Regions from separate parts of the Manis javanica genome. Here region 2 is linked to region 1. Evidence: chromatin contacts called from public Hi-C data. All regions are on one chromosome and are shown on one strand. The core of a region is the stretch at or near the end of the contact, and the rest is flanking DNA. Distances in the headings are between cores, read along the strand shown. Region 1 holds the start of CBX7 (chromobox 7). Region 2 holds the start of MIURF (mitochondrial elongation factor 1 upstream open reading frame).

Region 1 (2,672 bases), core at 47-2,546:
GTTATTATTTCACCTGGTTCTGGAAAAATATTTTCACTGGGGACACAATTCTTGAAAGACATTTTCCCTGGGTATTTGTAAGATGACGGTTATTTTCTCTCAGGACATTGGACGTACCATTCCACTGCCTTCTGGCTAGCTTCCGTTGCTTCTACTGAAAAGTCCAGTATAAATCTATCATTTCTTCTTTCCGCGCTCCGGAGTAAGGTATTTGGACTTTACTCTGAGGGGAACAGGGAGCCATGGAAAATTTTTAAGCACTAGAGCGACCCAGTCGCACGCGCGTTTTAGAAAGCGCCCCTCCGGCACGGTGCGGACACGGGCTCCGAGACGGCTGCTCGGCGGGAAGGCTGTTCCTGCAGCCCAGAGAAAGGACGAGGGCTGTGCCTGGGGCAGGACAGAGGGCCAGGGCTCAGGATCAGCGCGGATAGGCGGCGGGAGCCGGAGGGGCGCGGATGGCTCCGCGTTGCTCGCGAGAGTGAACGGCGGCGTCGTCGGCGAAAACAGAGGGGGTTTGGGGCGGCTGGGGTCAGAGTTCGTCTAGGACGTCAAGGTCCGGTCATTCCACAAATAGTCGAACACCTACTGCGCGCCGAGATCAAGCGTGTGTGCGTGTGTGTGCTATGTGTGCGCGGGGTGGGGGCAGACCAGTGGCAAAATCCATCCCGGGTGCACCGTGTGTCCGCTGCAGCCGCACTTTGTGCGAGTTGTCGCCCTCTCGGGGCCCTCGACACAGCGTCCGCGACGGACCCGGGCATCTCAGCACCACCGCCCAAAGCCTGATGGACGGACAGACGTGGAGACGCCTGCTCAGGACAGGCCGAACCACAGCGCTCCGGAGCCTGAATCTGGAGAGCGCTTAGCCCTGTGGCGCCCCATCAGGTTGGGGAGCCTCGGCAGCACCCGCCTTCCTCTAGCTCGAGGGTCCGCGCCCCAGCCCCGCCTACTACTTTGCGAGATGGGGCGAACGGCCTCCCCCGCCCTGCAGGTTTCTTTTCCGCCCCCCTCCCGGGCCACGCCCCTCAGTGTCGTCCGGAGGATCTTTGAAAACGCTTCTCATCGCCCCCGGGCGATGTTAAGATCTCATCGCCCCCGGGAGCCCAGCAGCGCACGCGCCAAATAAGTCCCGGGCCGAAGGCGCTGAGGTGAGCGGCCCAGGCTACCGCGCGCGGGACTCCCTGGGGACGGAGAATGTGGGGCGTGACTAGGGGCGTGGCCAGTAAGGAGAGGGCGACCAGGGGGAGGGGCGTGACCTGCCTGGCGCGAGCCAGGCCCCTGCCCCGCCCCTGCCCGCGCGCTCGCTCGCTCGCTCGCGCTGAGGAAAATGTTGCGCAGGTTCAAAAATGGAACGTCGGCAGCGTGAGGGAGCGCGAGGGGGTGTGCGCGCGTGCGCGTGCGCGTGCGCGCCCGGGCGAGGGTGACGGGGACCCCGCGGCCCGACCATCGCGCGCCACAGCCGCGGCCCCGCAGCTCCGCCCCCAGCCCAGCCCGGCCTCGGGCCAGCTCGCCCTCCGCCCCGCATGGAGCTGTCAGCCATCGGCGAGCAGGTGTTCGCTGTGGAGAGCATCCGGAAGAAGCGCGTGCGGAAGGTGAGGCTGCGTGGGGGCGGCTCCCAGGACCCCTCTGGGGTCCCTCCTGTCCCCAGCACCGTCCCCTTCACCTGGGAGCGAAGGGGAAAGTGGGGCGGGAGGCCCAGGCAGCCCTGCGCTGCTGGGCTTGGCTCCCCAGTCTGTGCCTCAGTTTCCCCTCCACCTTGTAGGATAAGTAGAATAAAAGTTATCTACCCGGATCCTGGGGGCAGCTGAGCCCACCAGAGCTGGAGATGAGGGTCAGACTTTAGGGATCCTGAATGATCATCCTCATCCTCCTCATTCTAAATATGGGGAGACTGAGGCCCAAGTTAAGCAAAGGGCTTGCCTAGTGTGTTAACGTCCGAACTGGGTCTAGAACTCAGGACTCTGGACTCTTGCGACCAAGACCTTTGAAGTTGGAGGCGGAGCTCTGGAACAGTGTCCTGCCTCTGAAGTCAAATTACTGGACTTAGACCTTCTCCGATCCCTTCCACACCCCCACCTCCGTCTTTCCCCCCCTCTAAAGTGCACACCCCTCTTTCTTCCCCACCCCAGCTCTCAGCCCCGCCCGGCGGCCCAGTGAAGCCGCCTACAGCGCTCGGGCATCCTCCAGGCGCCTCCCCCCGCTCCTACGCCTCCAAAACAGACACACAGCCTGCAATTTAAGGAGGCATCTGTTGTGCTGGGTCCGGTGCCGGCGCCTCGGGGCTGGGCTTTGGCGGCCCACACGCTTCCTGTGCACGTGTTGCGGAGTGCGCTCCCCCGGGCTGGAGGTTGGGGATGGAATTCTTCGGGAAAAGTTCCTTTCCTGGTGCTCACTGCCATCCTTTTCCTGGATCTCCTCTGTTCAGCCCCTTGGGTTGATCCAGCGGCAGGGCTGGGAGGGGTCACAGGTTACCTCTCCTCTTTTGACAAAGACAGAAACTGAGGCCCAGGCAGGGGAAATGACCTCGTCAAGGTCATGCGGCCAGTTAGGGATGGAGGTAGAGCGGGAGCTCGAGTTGGCTGATTGCCAGCTGATCTTCTTTCCAGAGAGAAAACTTGGCTCTGGCATCTTGGGCCAAGGGGGAAGGTCAAGGTGGGCCATGAGCTTTTCTTCCC
Region 2 (2,672 bases), core at 127-2,626, 300 kb before region 1:
CAGTGGCCTTCCAGACAGGTGCACCTTCCTATTCATGCTGGACTAGAGTTTCCAGACTACAAAATGCAGTTTCCACCTCCACATTTGCTTATTCTTGCTCACCTGCCCAGCAAGCTTCAAGTTCTCATTTGAGGTAGACGTGAAATGTCTTCTTTTCTATGCCACCTGTGATGCCCACAACACTAAGCCAAGCAGTTACATCTTCACATGAAAATGTTTAAAAAGCTCTTATACATCCCCAAGCTCTTATACGACGCTCTAGTACACAGCTGCTCACACGGGAATTATTTCCCTGACTGAGGAAGCATTAGACTGAGCCCCTGGATGGACCGTATCACTCATCTCTCTCCCAGAGCCTACCACAACGCCACAGCCACAGAGGGCCCTCTGGGAAAGTTGCTGAATTAAACACAATCATGTGTTACAGTGGGACTTCTTGGTAACACTGGTTTCAGGAGTAAACAGGGCTAATATACTGCTTGCTAAGTACCATTCCAAGCGCTGTGTGTGCACTGCCTCATTTAATTCTCACCTGAAAAGGTAAGTACTATTATTTCCATTTTACAAATGAAAAAATGGAAGCCTGGAAAGATTGTGATTTGCCCTAAATCCCACAGCATTAGCAGCAGTGCCAGAATTTAAGCCCAGGCACCATCCTCTGAAGCCCATACACTGTGCTTGCTTTATAGACTGTGTTGTAACAGAACAGCGCTATGTTATCTGACCCACAAGATAATTGAAGAACGAGGCAGTCTGGAACTGAGCTCTGATTTAACCAATGTCTTTTTAAACACTTTCATATGTAAAATGTTCTATGAAATAAAATGGTGATAACTATTCTGTTCTGGTGGGGCTGGAAACTCAGGGTGTTTTTGCAATAAGGGAACATACTTCTGTCAATATGTCTGTTTCCTCCATTGATTTTTAATGACTTTGGTCATTTGATTTCTAATGACGAAAAGACTTTGGTCAATAAAAGGAAAGTGTCTCTCTCTCTCCCGGTCCCCTGCAACAGAAAAAATGAAACCTATAGGAACAACAATCTGCCTACCTGAAGCTTCTTACTGCATCTGTGAGGCGGGGGTGGGAGAGAGCAGGGGTGTCTATGGAAGGCACCTCTGTCCTCTTTCCCTTGGCACTAGGATGGGAGGTGAAAGAAGATCCTAAATAATCCCGCCCAGTTTGCTGTGGAGGAAGATCAGGCCCTTTTCCAGCTGCCTCTCCCGGGCCTCAGGATCCTCTAGCTTCTTGTTTTTCCGGAACTCACGGCGGATGGTGGCAAGGTAGAAGTCTCTATCGGTGTAGTGAAGCTCCCGGCCCTGGCGCAGCAGAGCCCGGTAGAGACCCAGCACTGCCTCTCGGCTCCATGGGGCCATGGGGGACTGGTAAGGGCTGGGCGTCAAGCTATAAGCAGAAGGGAAAAAACAGAAGCCTAGAGTCAGAACTAATGCCAGAAGGGCCTACAATTCAGAAGTTCTTAATCTAGGTTTCAGATGCCCAAAATCACACTACAGTTTAGTGGCAGGGCTAGGACTAGACCCCAGCCTTTAGATTCCCCCTTCTAGGCAAGTATAGGTTATGCTGAAGGACCAGGGCTTAATTCCTGGTTCTGTCACTAAGGTGTCACATGACTCTAGGCAAAGTACTTAACCCCTCTGAGTATCAGCTTCCTCAGTTGCAAAATGGAGATACAAACAGTACCTACCACAGTGCTATTTTGAGAACTGCATGAGATAATGCATGTGAAGCACGTATAATAAAACTTCACCACAAGGAGTGGTCCTGAGTGGTTGAAAACAAGGACTCTCAGCCATACTTGAATCCTGGCACCACCATTTATGAGCTGATTGATTACCTTGGGCAAATTTCCTAATCTCTCCGTGCTTATCTCAGTTCTTTTATCTGTAGAATGGGGGCTACAACTGTACTCTGCCCATATGATTGGTACGAGGAGTAAATGAGTTAATAATATATGTAGATGTGTTTAGAACAGCACTTGGCACATACTAAGCAGTCTGTCAGGGACAGCAATTACTAGTGCCACCTAGCCTGGTTTGTAGGTATTCGACAAACACTAGATTTAGTTACACATAAACTGCCACCATCTCCTTCAGGAACAATAAACCCGTACACAAGTACAGTGTTATCATTTGTAAAGTGCTTTGTCATCCATTATCACATTTAAATTAAGGAACCTATGAGGTGTTCAGGGCTCATAATTAACAGAGAACACTGATCGAGTGTTCACTATATACCATGCATGTTCTAAGCATGCCCCACATGACCCTTTTCATTCTATTAACAATCCAGTGTCACCATTATCCTCATTTTAGGTGGAGGAAACAGAAGTTTTCAGGAGGAAATAACTTGCCCATAGGCACAGCTGTAAAAGGGGCTGCGCCCGACCCCAACTCTGCCCGCCTCTTTAAGGATAGTTACCATTCACTGGGATCTTACCATGTGTACAGCACTTATGGGTGCTCCACAAACTCTCCAAAAACAAATTGAATGAAAGGCGGAATGCTCACAATGTCCCTATGTAGAAGAAATGATCACCCCTCTTTCAGAAATCAAGAAATAAGACTGACTGGGGGTAGTATTTGGTAAAAAAGATCTGGACTTTGAGTCCGAGGTCAGTTAGCCATCATGCTTCGGCCTTGCCAACTTTCTGA

What was found. A called contact is a pair of places that touch in the nucleus more often than the background predicts.
Region 2: a Hi-C map of blood shows a contact between it and region 1, with 8 times the contacts expected there. The contact joins the promoter of MIURF here to the promoter of CBX7 in region 1. A contact is called at or near these places in 2 of 2 Hi-C or Micro-C datasets (blood and fibroblasts).

Annotation. Positions count from the first base shown.
Region 1 is chr10:110,500,172-110,502,843 of MJ_LKY, reverse strand. CBX7 (chromobox 7) reads left to right here and starts at 1,296. Exons shown (of 6, transcript XM_037006940.2): 1 at 1,296-1,589. The coding sequence starts at 1,521.
Region 2 is chr10:110,804,254-110,806,925 of MJ_LKY, reverse strand. MIURF (mitochondrial elongation factor 1 upstream open reading frame) reads right to left here and starts at 1,376. Exons shown (of 1, transcript XM_073213899.1): 1 at 1,164-1,376. The coding sequence starts at 1,376. The coding sequence ends at 1,164.